Regions from separate parts of the Rattus norvegicus genome. Here region 1 is linked to region 2. A link is a contact called in public Hi-C data. All regions are on one chromosome and are shown on one strand. Each heading gives the region's core, a stretch centred on a gene start, on an enhancer-like site or on the middle of the called end of the contact. The rest is flanking DNA. Distances are from core to core; before and after follow the strand shown.

Evidence for each region. A called contact is a pair of places that touch in the nucleus more often than the background predicts.
Region 1: a Hi-C map of kidney shows a contact between it and region 2, with 6 times the contacts expected there. The contact joins the enhancer-like site here to the promoter of Hoxd4 in region 2. A contact is called at or near these places in 12 of 12 Hi-C or Micro-C datasets (the A7r5 cell line, the Rat2 cell line, Schwann cells and 7 more).

The regions. Positions count from the first base shown.
Region 1 is chr3:80,286,281-80,293,371 of GRCr8, reverse strand. No RefSeq gene overlaps it. Among named protein-coding and RNA genes, the nearest start is that of Mtx2, 150 kb to the right of the region's middle. Within about 2 kb of position 4,356, at least 4 of the 93 cell types and tissues checked have an H3K27ac peak or open chromatin away from gene starts, as enhancers often do.
Region 2 is chr3:80,018,664-80,025,693 of GRCr8, reverse strand. It overlaps Hoxd4 (homeo box D4), which reads right to left and starts at 3,808. Exons shown (of 6, transcript NM_001105885.2): 1 at 3,414-3,808. It overlaps LOC120101573 (a long non-coding RNA gene), which reads left to right and starts at 3,251. Exons shown (of 2, transcript XR_005502242.2): 1 at 3,251-3,768; 2 at 5,464-5,559.

The DNA of each region.
Region 1 (7,091 bases), core at 3,107-5,606, 270 kb before region 2:
AGAAAATTCTAGAAGGTGACATGGAGCAGCTTCAGGGAAGGCTTTATCTTCGCTGAGGAGTAGGCAGATGAAAGCTCTGGATTCTTGGAGGCCTTAGGATTTTTAGCTGCTTCATCCACAGTCAATCATGGCATTATTTTAGAATCAAGGTTCCTCCCAGTGGAGAAAGCAGCTCAATTGAATGCAAACCATTTCCGATCTTTTTATCTTTGGGATCTGCACTTTAGGAAACTCCACAGATCAGAACTGGTGTAAATAGCGTGGCCATGACCCTGGGCTAAGTGGAAATGGAAATGCACTGGGTCATCTTTCAAAGGGATCAGATGTTCTTCTTTTCCTGTGATGTATTAATACGGTGAATAATAATGGGTTTTGTCATGGTAAGACCATCTTTGCATTTTCCGAATAAACATCACACCATTCACATACAGTTGGCCAAAAAAAAAAAAAAAAAAAAAAAAAAGTCACAGGAAATGTGGATTCTTTGTGTGCTCCAGAGGAAAAGGAACTGGGCCGGGCAAACAGTCTCTGCAGCAGCAGCCAAGCTATCCAAGCTATCAGGAGTACCAGGCCAAGGAGAGACTCCAACAGAAAAGGCGCCAGCACAGCCATTTCTCCAGGTCACCTCCAGCTCACAGTAGTCATCAAGCAGGAGGACCGAGAAGTTCCCGAATCTTCATCGATCTCAGAGTAACACAATCCCGGGTGCAGACCTCAGTATTCTTTAATTATAAGACAAATGGGAAAGGTTGATGCTTCCCCCTCCTCTGCAAGCCCTCAGAACCACTTGTCATGAGGGCTGTCATTCTTAGCTTCGTAATTGCATGATGATATGTGTTTTCAAACATTTCTAGACTGCGCCTAATAAATCAAATGGGTATCGGGTACAGAAACCAAATTGTGTGTTTTCATTTTAAAGCAGAGCCGGGGAGCCAAGGCACAGAACACACTCGATCCACTGTGGAGTAGATAATCTGTTCTTGAGATGTTTTCCAGTTGCAAGCTCCACAGCCATCATGTCAGAAAAACTCTCCCCTTCCTTTCTACCCAGAAACCCGTGTGTTTGGTTTCTTCAAAGTATGAAGGATGTTCAGTAAGAGCAAGTCCTGTCAGCCATTGCCTTACCTTTCTTTCACTCACAGTTTGATTGATCAACTGTCTTTTACAGAGGCTTGATAGTGGCTACGGATTTTGAACTCAATTAGACTGAAGCCATCGATTGTTACAGTCCCTAAATCCATTGATACACACTTCTAGTCTATTTATTTATTTCGAGGCATAACACAATCTTGTGTATCTACATAAAATATCTACCTAAGGTTTCCATCTGTTTATTGTCCTTTGTTCTGTGTTTACATTTTCTAAAAGGCTGCAGGAAAGAAACACTTGAAAGCCAGAAAGTATGAGTCCTAGTATGTTGGCCCCCTTCTCTCTTTATGATGTCTTTTTGAGATGGTCTCTGTATTGCCCAACTCTGAGAAAAGTCACTGCGAAGTCTTGAATCCCCTATACTTACCCAACAGTAACCTGGCAGAGTTAGGAATGAGTTTTCCTTCTCTGATTACAATTGGGCCACAGAGGTGTCCAATGATGTAATAAAATCATCTCCCAGCTAGGGTCTCAAAGTCAAGCCTCCTGACAGAAGTCCTATGGTCATGTTCATGGGCCACCCCTACTAGGCCACCAAACCCTTCATCCAGGTATCAACCACTCCCACAGACTTGTGGTTCCCAGGTTACTATTGTCTTTATTGAGGATAAGGAAGGCCTTGGTTGGTTGACAGTGAGTCCCATTTGTTCTATTTCTGTTTCTAAGAGATGACCATGGAATCTTTGTCTTCCTGATCCTGGAGATCTTACACTTGTGACAGGGGACATCCTCCATGTCAGGATTCTATCCCTTCTAACCGTTTCTCTTGCCGCCATTTTTCCCACCTGGATAATACAATGCCCTCCTATCAGTTCCCTGACCTCTCCCTCCTCTTCACTCCAGTCTATTCTTATCCACACAGTTCCTTTGAAACCCAAGTCAGACTGTGTCACCACCATGCTCAAAACTCTCCAGATTAGCCATCAAATCAAAACCAAATGGGACACCACTTTACACCCACGCGGATGGCTACAATCAAAGAGACAGACATCACACATGCTGGTCAAGCAGTGGAGAAATGGGAATCTTCATCCACTCCTGGGGATGCAAAACATGCAGCCGCTTTAGAGCATCCGGGTCCTCAAACTGCTCAACCTTTTTCACATCTGCTTCTCACCTAGGAGTGGAATTTCTGGCTGAGCCCCACCCAAGAGCTCACCAACAACCTACTTGGGAGGTTTTAACTCAAAAAAATCCAACTCCTAGTGGGGACTGGAAGTAGAAACACAAAAGATTGTTTCCTGCTAGATGACTCGGACAAGTAAAGGCTAGCTTGCCCTGATGACCTGAGTTCGATCCCTGGAGCCCTCAGTGGAAGGGAGAGAAACCTGGTTCTAGGAAGCTGTCATTTCATTTCCACTCATAAATATACCAAAAGCCACAGAATTACACACTTTCGCAGATGAATTGTATGGCATGTGACTCCTATCAATTAAGCTATCATTTAGCCAACATGTAGCTCAGAGAACAACTGATCCTCACAAGTGTTCCCTGACCTCCACGCGCATGCACACATACACACGAGTGCACCCCCACACACGTGAACGAATGGAAAAACCAATAGTAGTCATGAAGAACTCTAAATCCTGGACTTTCTTGAATATATGAAAGAAAAACAAGTGGTAACTCAAAAAGTCTACATCAACAACCTGATGACCACAGATCTGGATACCCGCCATCGCATGCTAAGTGGCAGAATTGAGTCCATTAAATATGAATGTACTTCCTGGTCTGGATGGTGGTTCAGCTGTATTGCTAACTATGGGACTTCAGACAAGCTACTTGTCTATTTAGAGCCTCGGTTTCCTCTTCTGCAACAGAGAGATCTTGACAGTCCTCCCTCAAAGGACTACTGTGAAGATGAGATAGACACCATGCAAACATCCACAAATTATCAACAGCGATAGAAACAGGGGTCCAGAAAGGAAGGAGCCAGACTGTGGGCAGAGCTCAGTGGTAGCATTTTTGTCTCCAATATACAAGTCCCTGGGCTTAAGTCCCAGCACCAAAACAAAGTGACTTCTGCAGATCTAGGAAGGAGGTAGCCCATATACGAGCATATAAGGGAGGCTGTAGCTACCCATGGTTCTTGGAACTAGACCATCAGGAGTTGTGATGCTGAAGAGAACACTCCCTAGCTTTAGGAATTTGTTTGAGTTACTTCTCATTAGCGTCATCTCTTAATCCCTACTGTATGCTGTGGGGGGTGTGCTGAGAGTCAGTAGAAGTACTAGTGTGCCAGATGTGTTCAGTAGGTAACCTCCACTGGTGGTGGGTGTCATTCAAGTCCTTATACTCCAAGGGAGCTGTGCCTAGCACTCTTCAAACTATGCGTAATGGGAGATGAGCATCCACACTACAATGCTCTCTTCAAAAGCCCACGGCGTCTCGCACTAGTTTCCTGGAGAATCTCCCTGAAGTTAAAGCTGGATACCATGTACAGGATATTAGAAAGCTCTCTAGAGAGCCTCAGTGTCTCTACAGAGAGCTTAGGAGATGGAGAGTCCAACCTTTAAGCAAATTGTAGCCCTCCATAGGCTGATATCTACGATTCGAACAGTATTCATGTCTGTCTGGATTCAACGAGACACTGAGGACGTGATAACTCCCGGAAGAGGAGGAAGGCAACAGGCGATAAGCATCAAGAACTTGCCTTTGGTCTCAGGAGGTTGAAGTCACTGGAGTTGCCTTTTCAGCCCTTGTCATTCCTCTCACATGTCCTAGTAGAACTCTATCACAGACTTCTCATCACTTCCGTGAGTCTAAGACTTTGGCGTGCACCAAAAAGACCCAGAACGTTTGCAAAAACACCATTGAGTGGGTCCTACCTAGAGTTTCTTACATAGTAGCTGTGGGATGGGGAGTGCAGTCAGTTTCCCAGGTGAGACACTGCCGGGCTGAGGAAAGCACCTGCCTAACTGAAGGTTGTTTTGAAAAACACAATGGCGGTTTAGTCTGCCTTCCCCTTTAAAAGAACCCTGACAGTAGTCGAGCCTTCCCAATAAAGTTCAGTACACACAGCTTGGAAAGTTCCTTAGGGTGGACCCTCAGAAAGGCACTGAGTCAGGAGCTGATGGCTTGCAGCTGCTCTGATGAAACATCCTATAATCAGAGGCTGCTTGTCTTCGGCAGACCTCCCTTAGCACAAAGGATTCCCAACCCAGCTGCCTGCTCCTAGTATCCTGGAGCAAAGCCACAACTGGTCCCTAGGCTGCTTCCCTAATGCTGCTAGGAACCCGTGGGTGTGGTGACGACCTGGGACCTCTTTGGTGGACTTCCGCCTCTCAGTGGACTTCTGCCATCTCCAGATTTCCTCCCAGAACCGGTCTCCACTGTCTTGAGGGAAACTGCTGGAGGTTTGGTTACCATGGCAACCGATCCTCTTTCCAAGGGGAATCCTGGTGTGTGATTTGATGGGTGGGCTACACCATTTCCCCAAATAACAACTATTTTACCGGGAGGAAATCCTTCTTTTTGCAGTAATATTTTTTTTTCTTTTTCTATCCAAGGACCTCATTTTACATGGCAAACAATCTTTGGAAGAGTGTGAATTCCCTTATCAAATGAAGCCTGTACCAGCCAGCAGCAGAGGACGGTCAGCCTTCACCCACAAAGGGAGGGACACGGACAACAGCAATTTTACCTCCATCCAATTGTACTGAAGTCCTGCTTGAGGGTACGGGGGTGGGGGTGGCTTACTAGGGGATAGAAGGAGGGTGACTGAGACCACATATATCTATACACACGCACACACACACACAGTATATATATATACATATATATGTATATATATATAGTGGTTCATTGAAATCCTATGATCAAAAGTTAAAGACCAGGAATGATAGCCCCATGCCTTACTTCCACTTGGCACAAAACAGCTGGAATGTCCTTTAAGATTGGAGTCCTACTGCATGGGGTCATGTGTTGATATTCATGGCAATTGTACCTTTGTGGTACTTTTTTTTTTTTTTTAATTTTTGCTGTCATCTATTTTAAGACCTTGAATCGAGTTACACATAAAAGAACTAGGCCCAGGATGTTTGGGGGAATTAACAGATGATATTTAGCAAGCATTTGGATGGGTCATAAGAAAACATCTGCAGAGAATCTGAGTTGGCACTGGGAAAGGCAGCTGCTTTAGGTTACGAACTGAACTGAGCCTCGAGGTGACGCAATTGAAGGGACCTCCAGCAGGGGGCACCCTTTTGCAGTAAACTCTGTGGCCTTTATATATAGCTTTGCTCCTCACCAGCCGACCTTACGCATAATTGGCATTTTGATTTCTCTAACCCTCTGCTTCTTCCTTCAAAGCAGACACTCCCCTCCGAGAAATCTTCCTCCCATCTCTAATGAAAATGAACATTTTGATGGGAGGCGGCTCTTGTGACAAGGATTAAAAGCAAAATCTGAAGAAAAAAGAAAAGACAGTCAATGAAATTAAATGTGGGTTGTGAGGAAGGTTGAACGCATGACCACAAAAGTTAAAAGATGGTCTTGCCTGCTTTCGTGGCCAACTGAAAAAGCACAAGGAATTCCTAGACCGTCTCATAAAAGCCTGAACCAACTGCGCACATGGGCGTGCACATAGGCGGCAGTATTAAAGTGGCCCTCTGTTTTAACTTCTCCAGGATGAACAGTGTCACTTGACAGTGTGGGTATGTGTGGGAAAGACCCTCTTTTCTCCAGCCTGTGAATAATTAAAACAAGTAGCCCACTCATTATTCAAAACAATTAGCCCCATTTTATACAGGCCTAAAACATCTTTAAAACAAATAAATTAGGAGCATACAGAATGGTGCCCTGGAACCCAGAATCAGTAATCTGAGGCTCACAATGGCTCTATTGTAATCTCTTGCCTCAGACTCCCCAATACTGAGATTACAGGCAGGCACAACTACACCTAACTAAATATTTTAAATAACGTATGTATTTTTTTTTCTTTCAAATACGATTAGACGGTTTAGCTCCTTGCATTATGCTTCACAGCTCAGAAGACACATTTGGGCAGTGTTCTCATTTAAAACTCCGCTATGGATTTTTCATTTGATAGGTGGGTGGGTTTTTTTTTTTTCATTTTCTTATAAAGATTTTCTTGCTGGGCTGACTATTGCATAGCCAGCTCTTGCTGCCTACAAGGTTTCACTCTACACTATTTCAGGAACATTTGAAAAGCTAATTGAATTATTAATCAAACTCTCATAAAAGCCGAGTGGTTTCTCACACTGTCCTGGGCACTGTGAAAATGGTAAGTTCTCTGAGCAGGGGCCTCTACTCTCTTGTGTTATCACACAGTGATAAATTAAAGCAGAGTCAGAATTAGAACCCAGGAAGACTGAAGCTTAAATCCAAATACTTCACCAACTGCTGTATCCCCCTCTTCTCTCTCTGTCTCTCTCTGTCTCTGTCTCTGTCTCTCTGTCTCTCTCTGTCTCTGTCTCTCTCTGTCTCTGTCTCTCTCTCTCGTGTGTGTGTGTGTGTGTGTGTGTGTGTGTGTGTGTACTAGTAGTAGTAGTATCCAAATTCACCTAGTATATCAAATGTCTCTGGTACTCATTAGATGCTCGACAGAAATTGGTAGTGAGAGGAGATTGCTGGTCGTGTATATACTGACTCTCAACACCCATTTATGGAGGCAGCGAGCACCAGAATTCAAGCATTTCCAGCCGTCTCGACCACGGCCTATAAACCTCGCTGAGTCAGTTTCCTCACCCTCAGCACTCTTTCTCCATCTCAGGATCATTCTTGTAGAATCTGCATCGCAGGGTCATGATCTGGATGAGGTCTTTGAAAGATTAGCTCTGTGTAGATTGTGTTGGAAGACGGCGATTCTTGTTTCCGTTTCATTTAGACCCATTTTCCGTAGGGACTTAGTCTGTGGTATCCTAAGAGCAAAATCTTCTCAACCAGTCCCCCAAGTGAGGTCAAACAAGAAGCAAGTTCAA
Region 2 (7,030 bases), core at 2,559-5,058:
AGACAACAAACTTGTGTGAATCAAAAGCGAGCATCTCTCATTGATTGGGCGAGGCAGGAGTTTGTTCATTTATTTATTTACTTATTTATTTGACTGCTCTCTGAGGAGCTCTGAGCCTTAGAACGTGCTGTGCTGATGTACGTAACAAGAGAGAACGGTTGTCCCGAAGATTGTCAGTTTGAATGGGCGCCAGGAAGAAAGGCTTTTTCCTAGAGCAGACAGTGCCAGCCTGGGCGCGCGGGGTGGGGGGGAGGGACATGATGTATTTCTGAGGTGTGTGTGTGTGTGTGTGTGTGTGTGTGTGTGTGTGTGTGTGTGTGTGTACGCGCGCGCGCACGCGCCTGGAAAAGAAAAAATTCTACTCAACTACTCTCTCAATATTTGTAACCTATTTCTAATGTACAGACACATTAGGGTGGGGTGGTAAGTCTGAGATTGAAAGTAATTGTAGTCAAGGGTAAAGTAGTGGCTGTCTTTAGATGAAAGGCTGGAGGGAATGTTGAGCAGCAAATCCTAAGGAAGAGGCAATGGATCTGGTTATCTCCTCCGATCGCTCCCTCCCCCAATCTGTGCAGTGCTGGGTCAATCCCTGGGCAGGGCTATTTCACTGCACATGCGCTGGGCGTACGCAGCCCCGCACTGCAGAGGCTCAGAGCAATGCCCAGCCTCAAGCACAGTGCGGTGGGCTCCAGCAAGCACTACTCCAGCGCCTGGTTGTGGAGGGACTTGAAAATCCTACCTAAAAGAGGCAGGACACGTAGTTTCTTTTGCAGAAAAATCTGAATTAATGCCTCAATCAGTTTTTCTAGTTTGCTAGTCTGGTTGCTTTAAATCAACAAGATCTCCATGTTGCTCACGGACACTCTCAGCGTTGTATTCGGATCAGAATTTTCACATATGGGGTGCAGCTTCCCCCTGTCATCTGTTAATGTAGAGGGGGAACGCCACCCTGGGCTTAGAGGGCATAATTTCTCCTTTAGTTTTGCAAAGCTATCAAGTCTAGGAGATACTTTCCTTTGAGACAATGGTATCTATTTTTATCGTTTCCGAGAAAAAGTGCACCTAAATTGGACTTAAATCGGAATTCCGAATTCTTGGTTGCTTCTCCACAGTTTCCGGTGCCCCTGAGTACCCTCGCAAGCCTCCGCACTGCGACAAGGCCGTAAACACCTCTAACAGCTGCCTGCCAGCCCAGGGTGAAATACTGTCTTTGTTCCGGTTTCCCCTGCCTCTTGGGCTCAGAGAACAGAATTCTGGCAAAATACACGTTTTAGTAGAAAGATATGATAGGAAAAAGACGGTTGGTTTGAAGCCAGTTTTCTTGGCTACGTTTGCAATAGCGAACTTTGCTTTTTTTCCCCCCTAGTCTTTCTGGAGACTGCAGTCCCAGCTCTTGTGTCCACACAAGAAGCACCAAGGCCAGAACATTGGCTCCCCAGTCTATAAATAGAGCTTTGGACCTGGGACGCTGGGAGTTTGCCCACAAACCTCTGAGCTCTTAGGCTCCGAATAACCTTTACATTTCGTTTCTTTTTCTCTCTTTTTAATTTATTTTCTGTTGTTAGGTTCGCAGAGACAATGGAGGCAGTTATGGCGGTGCCAACCTCTTATCCTTTCCTTGTAGAGAAAATGTGCGATTTCCCAAACATTTATTTCTCAGGATGCAACCAACCATTTCTTTCCAATAAGCGTTTAATATGACCAGGAGGCTTACAAAGATACCCTTGACCCTCCATGTCTGTGCATGGCATCACCTTCCTCTACACCGTCAGAAAGAACCACGTTAGTCACCGAAGCAGACTGGGCTACCAAACCCAGGAAAAAACAGCTGAAACCCCAAATCTACAAGTTGGACAGCAGAACCTCAAGCCCATGGCCCCACCCAGCCTCAGAACTCCAAGTCCACCCCCAGCCCCACCCAGCCTCAGACCATCAAGTGTTTGAGCCCCACCCAACGTCAATGGACCTAACTAGCTGCAGGGCCTGTCAAGGGCTTGCTTTTCAAAAGGGAATGCCTCCTCTCACTATCAGAGGATGCTCTAGGTGTCAACGCTGTGTAGTGGGGAACTGCTTACAAGATACAGACACTCGGAATAAGATGAAAATAAAAACCAAAAACCCACTCCAGAGACAGTGAGCCCTCAGAGTTACTGACCCAGCACAATTCTGCAGACATCAACTGTTCCTCCATTTTGAAATGAGAGTGATTCTATCTTTAATTACTAAAAACACCTTTCTACAAATGTACCACCTATTGTTCCCAAATATTTGTACAGTCAACACTGTTATACTGGAGTGTTTGAGCAAACAATAAGAATTTGTGGATTAGGCATTTTGGGGAATGTAGCCCACCACCGTGTGCAGTCTCATACGCAATGCGGCAGATTGTCTAAGGTCTCAATGCTTCCCTGTGTGTTCACAAAGGAACAGAAAATAGGGGCTTCAAAATGCATCATCAAATATCATCCAAAATTCTGGGGAGGAAAACAACATTATGTCCTGCAATGGTTTTCTTTTTCTTTTTTTCCTGTGCGTTTTGGTTCAGTAGTTTCAAAGTAGGGAAAGATTGCTGTGTGGTGTTTATTGGAAAATGAAAAAAAAAAAAAAACCACAAGACATTTGGAAAGCAAAAAGATCTACTCTTTCACTACTCTGACAAATGAGAAACACACGCGATGTTTGAACTTCGAAATGTCTCGCATTTCTCAAATATCTATTGGTTTTATCCTAAAACCTGTACCAGATTTTCTGATATTACTTCCCATGACAAACATCCAATTCGTGACAGAAAAAAGTCCAAATTCACCTGACACACTATTGGATGTAGGAGGAACCTAGCTTGGGTTATTATCATTTTCTCCTTAAAAATTAGAGAAACGTTTGAAAATAACTACAGCGTCTTTATACACAAGGCCCAATAAACTTAGGTCCTAAAAATTGGCCTCACCCGTGAAACACACCCTGAATACACCGAAGCCGCCCCACCCCCACCCACGCCCCAATCCTCGAAAAACACCTGTTAACCTAGGGTAGCTCTGACCACCATCAAACCACAGAAACACAATATCCTATACATCCGAAACCCTTACTAACCCCCACCCCCAGCCATGCCAAGGAGTCCAGAGACCATTTGCACATTCTTCTCAGGGCGGATTGGGGGAGGGGTTCCAAGTCTGCGGGTTTCCAAGTCAAGAGATCTCTGGGGTGGAGGGCGGGGGGTGGGAACGAAGCAGTCCCCTATGCACTTTTGAGCCTAGCGAGACCCTACTTCGAGCCCCAAGGGACGTACATTAAGGACGGGGATGCAGAGAGCGATCCCCAGGCTCTTGGATAATGCAGGGAGCAGGGGAAGTGGCACCCATTGGCCAAGGCTGTGGTGGAGACAGCTCGGGCGCCAGTAGGGCGGCTCTTACCCGGAGGGTGCGGAGCTGCGGTCGGTCGGCCCGGGCCACCGCTGGGATCCATCCGGCGCTGCGGGGCTGCGCTTACCGTCGGCCGCAGGTTTGGGCTCATGTTGCTGAAGGGGTCCGGTGGGAAGTGCGCGGCCCGGGTCGCCTTGTGGAAGCAGGCGGTCGGCTCTCCGCAGGAGTGTGAGCGGCTGCGGGTGGCTCGGCGCCCGGGGCTCCTTCCGGGCTCCCCGCCGACTCCGGAGGCGGCCCTGATCGCGACCCGGGGCGAGGTGCCGTGGAGTCGCGGCGGGAGCCCAGGCCGCTGCGGACCACGCGATCCCGCAGCCGGCGACTAGAGCCCACCTCTGCAGAGACAAAGGTTAGAAAAAGAGGGGGTGAGGCTCTGGGAAAGCAGAATGCGGGGGCAAATTCGCCTGGGAAATCAGGAAAAAGGCCGTGAAGGCGAGCGGCGCCTGCACATGACCAGCCGCAGCCAATGACGACCGCAAATAGGTCATAAAAAGGTCTATTACCAAGTTGTAAATTTTCTTCAAACAAAAAGGAATTTACTGCAATTCCTTGCGGATTTTGCACATACAGCTCGCAAGCGCCATGTTTTCCTGTTCTCTTTTTCTCCTCATTCTCCTCTCTCTCCTTACTACCACTCCTCTTTTTTATCTTGCTTCTTTCCCTTTCCTTTCTCTTCGGAATCCCTTTCTTCTCTCTCTCTCTCTCTCTCTCTCTCTCTCTCTCTCTCTCTCTCTCTCTCTCTCTCTCTCTCTCTCTTCCCTCGCTGTGTCTTTCTGTCACACACACACACACACACACACACACACACACACACACACACACACACAACCAGAAACACACACCTCTTCTAGGAATTACTAGGCATTTTTGTTTTGTTTTGGCTCGAAACGTCTGTGCAATTGTCCGCCATGTGGGAGAAAAATAAGCAAGCAGTGCTCAAGCTCCGAGGATGTCATCCCACAGCGCCCCCCCCCCCCAGTCCCACTCCCCCTCACCCCACGTTGGTCACTTGGCTTCTCTCTTCTGTTCCCTCACAAAAACACTCGTCCAGAAGGAAAGTCGGGCACTCTCAGTTTTTACCCATTCATTTCAGGAAAGTCACATCCCAATAATTTGCCCAGAAAACAGGGCCGCATAGGCCGAGAGAGAGAGAGAGAGAGAGAGAGAGAGAGAGAGAGAGAGAGAGAGAGAGAGAGAGAGAGAGAGAGAGAGAACATTCATTACCCTCTTGGCTCCAACCTAAATTCGGGTCCCTCCCACCTCCTGCGGGTTTCTGTGGTGGGGGAGCAACCACCCATCCCAAGGGCTGTTAATAGTTTGGGATACTTGTCTACCTCTCTGAAATACCATTTTGAGCACCCACTGTTGGGTTTTTAATCTATTAACCCCCTCCCCCTAAATTCCTTACTCTCACTTTAGGTCCTAAGATCAATCTCGCTTATTGGGGAAGTTAATACTAATCCTCTGTGCTCTTCCTTCAATCATTGCAGCCCCTTGTCCCCATGTTTGATTACTGAAAAATGTCTAATGAAGTTCTGCGAAGAAAAGGGGTTTTCTCTGTTCTTGAAAAGAAGAACATCTAGGAAAAAAATATCTTCCTCAAAGGTTGAAGTCATCTCACCTTTGTATTATTGTCAGTGGGAAGCTCCCTGGAGAGCCCCACCCGAAAGTCAATGCTGTCGTGGGTTCCTCTCATGGGCACTGCTGACCAAGCCTGCCTGGAAGGGGCCACCACCCTGCTCAGTCTTTTCAGAACAATCTAGCAAGATGTTTCTAAGTATCTGCATGAGATGCTGAAGCTCTCTCTCAGAAACATCTTTACGCCCTGTAAGTAGCTAGTGGAAGTGAACTTATTTAAGTAGGAAACTCTGACATCCTTTTGTGCAGGCCATTTGTGTCCAAGAGAACGTTCTGATGACCTTGGATGATTTTAACGAAAGGCTTTCTGCCACCATCTGTCAGCAAACTTCTTAGTCCTTGAAAAGGCCAGTGGGCCCTAATTTTTCTAGTCCACTAAAAAATGTTTTTCTCTTTGCCTTTCCAGGCATCCAAGGTTTCAGCAAACACCAAAGATATGGAGGACAGACACTGGATGTGAATTCTTAAGCCGTGAATTAAACAATGTTATTGCACATGTAAATGGACAAGCTGATGTTTATTCCCTGGTCTATATATATGGACGTGGGTAAAGAGATTGTTCAATTTTAAAACATCCGAAAAACTAATCTCAGTTTGCCTCAATATCTTCTGCCTTCTGTCCAAAGAAAAGCAGAGCTTACCGCTTGCCTTTTCAGCCCGGGGAAATGAGGGATGGGAAGAGACTGCAGAGAGGCAGCCATTTTGCACTGTTTGTCTGCTGTGCAGAAGCACACTCCGTGCAGTACCACTCAGAAAATGGTATCCTTGAATTGACTTTTCTCTAAAAAGGAGTAACCACCACACCCTCTTTTTGTATTTCTTAGTCACTCAGAAGGCTCTTCTGTTTTAGCCCGTCTTCACATTGAGGGGCTTTTAATTTTCCTGTAATAGGTTTACAGACCTCTCTAGGTCTTCTCTCGGGATAGAAAAGCCCACCTGGTTTTGCCAGGTCTCTGAAAGTTTATGTAAATTTATGCAGCAAAAACAAAAGTTCGTTTCTCACTGCAGTGCTTCACTGTTTACAGATCTGAACCAATCAGAAAAGCATCTTGCTTGCTCCCCTAGCTTCTCTCTCTTCTGAGACACCATGGGGGGGGGGGGTCCAGTCTCCTGAAGAGGAAGAGAGGAGTGGGGTAGGGAAATTCCTCAAGGTCTTTATTGGGAAAACCTATGCTCTTTGGTAGCTGCAGAAGCATCCATTTCTGCATTTATTATCAACATTTTCTGTATGTGGGAATCTATGTGTGTGTGTCCAAATTTATACTTCAAAGCAGCATTTGTACTTGAGCTGGAATGTGACTATGGTTTAGGGGTTAGTGTAGCCCCAAACTAAGATTCATCTGCAGAGCAGTTGTCTGTCAGAATTTCAAAGATGTGACTCCCCCCCCCCCCCCCCGGAGCTGGGGACCGAACCCAGGGCCTTGCGCTTCCTAGGCAAGCGCTCTACCACTGAGCTAAATCCCCAACCCAAGATGTGACGTTTTTACCTTACTTTTCTCTCCTTGATTTCTGTTCCCACTCATCCACTTAGTAGGTCCTTTTGCTAATGGAATCTTGCCCAATTTTATCGTTTGAAGAGTGATATTTGAGGGGGGGCATTCTTGAGTTGGAGATAACAATTTTTAAATTTATTGATTTTATTCTACGTATAGAAATGTTTTGGCAGCATAAATGTGAGTGCACCACACTCCATTCCCTGGAATTATACATGGTTGTGAGTCACCACATGGATGCTAAGAACTGGAACCTTGGTCTTCTGCAAGAGCAACAAGTGCTCTTAACTGCTGAGCCATCTCTCTAGCCCCAAAGATAGTAAAGTCCCTTTAAAGTCCCTTAAATCAAAAGCAGTTGGAGTTCCGACCAACCCAGCGCTGGTCTTCAGGTAGTTTATACCTAAGGCGGCTTCCCAGCTAGACTCTCAGCCTGAGGCTGCCTTGCTCTCAGCTTACACAGAGAGCGATTGGTTCAGGCAG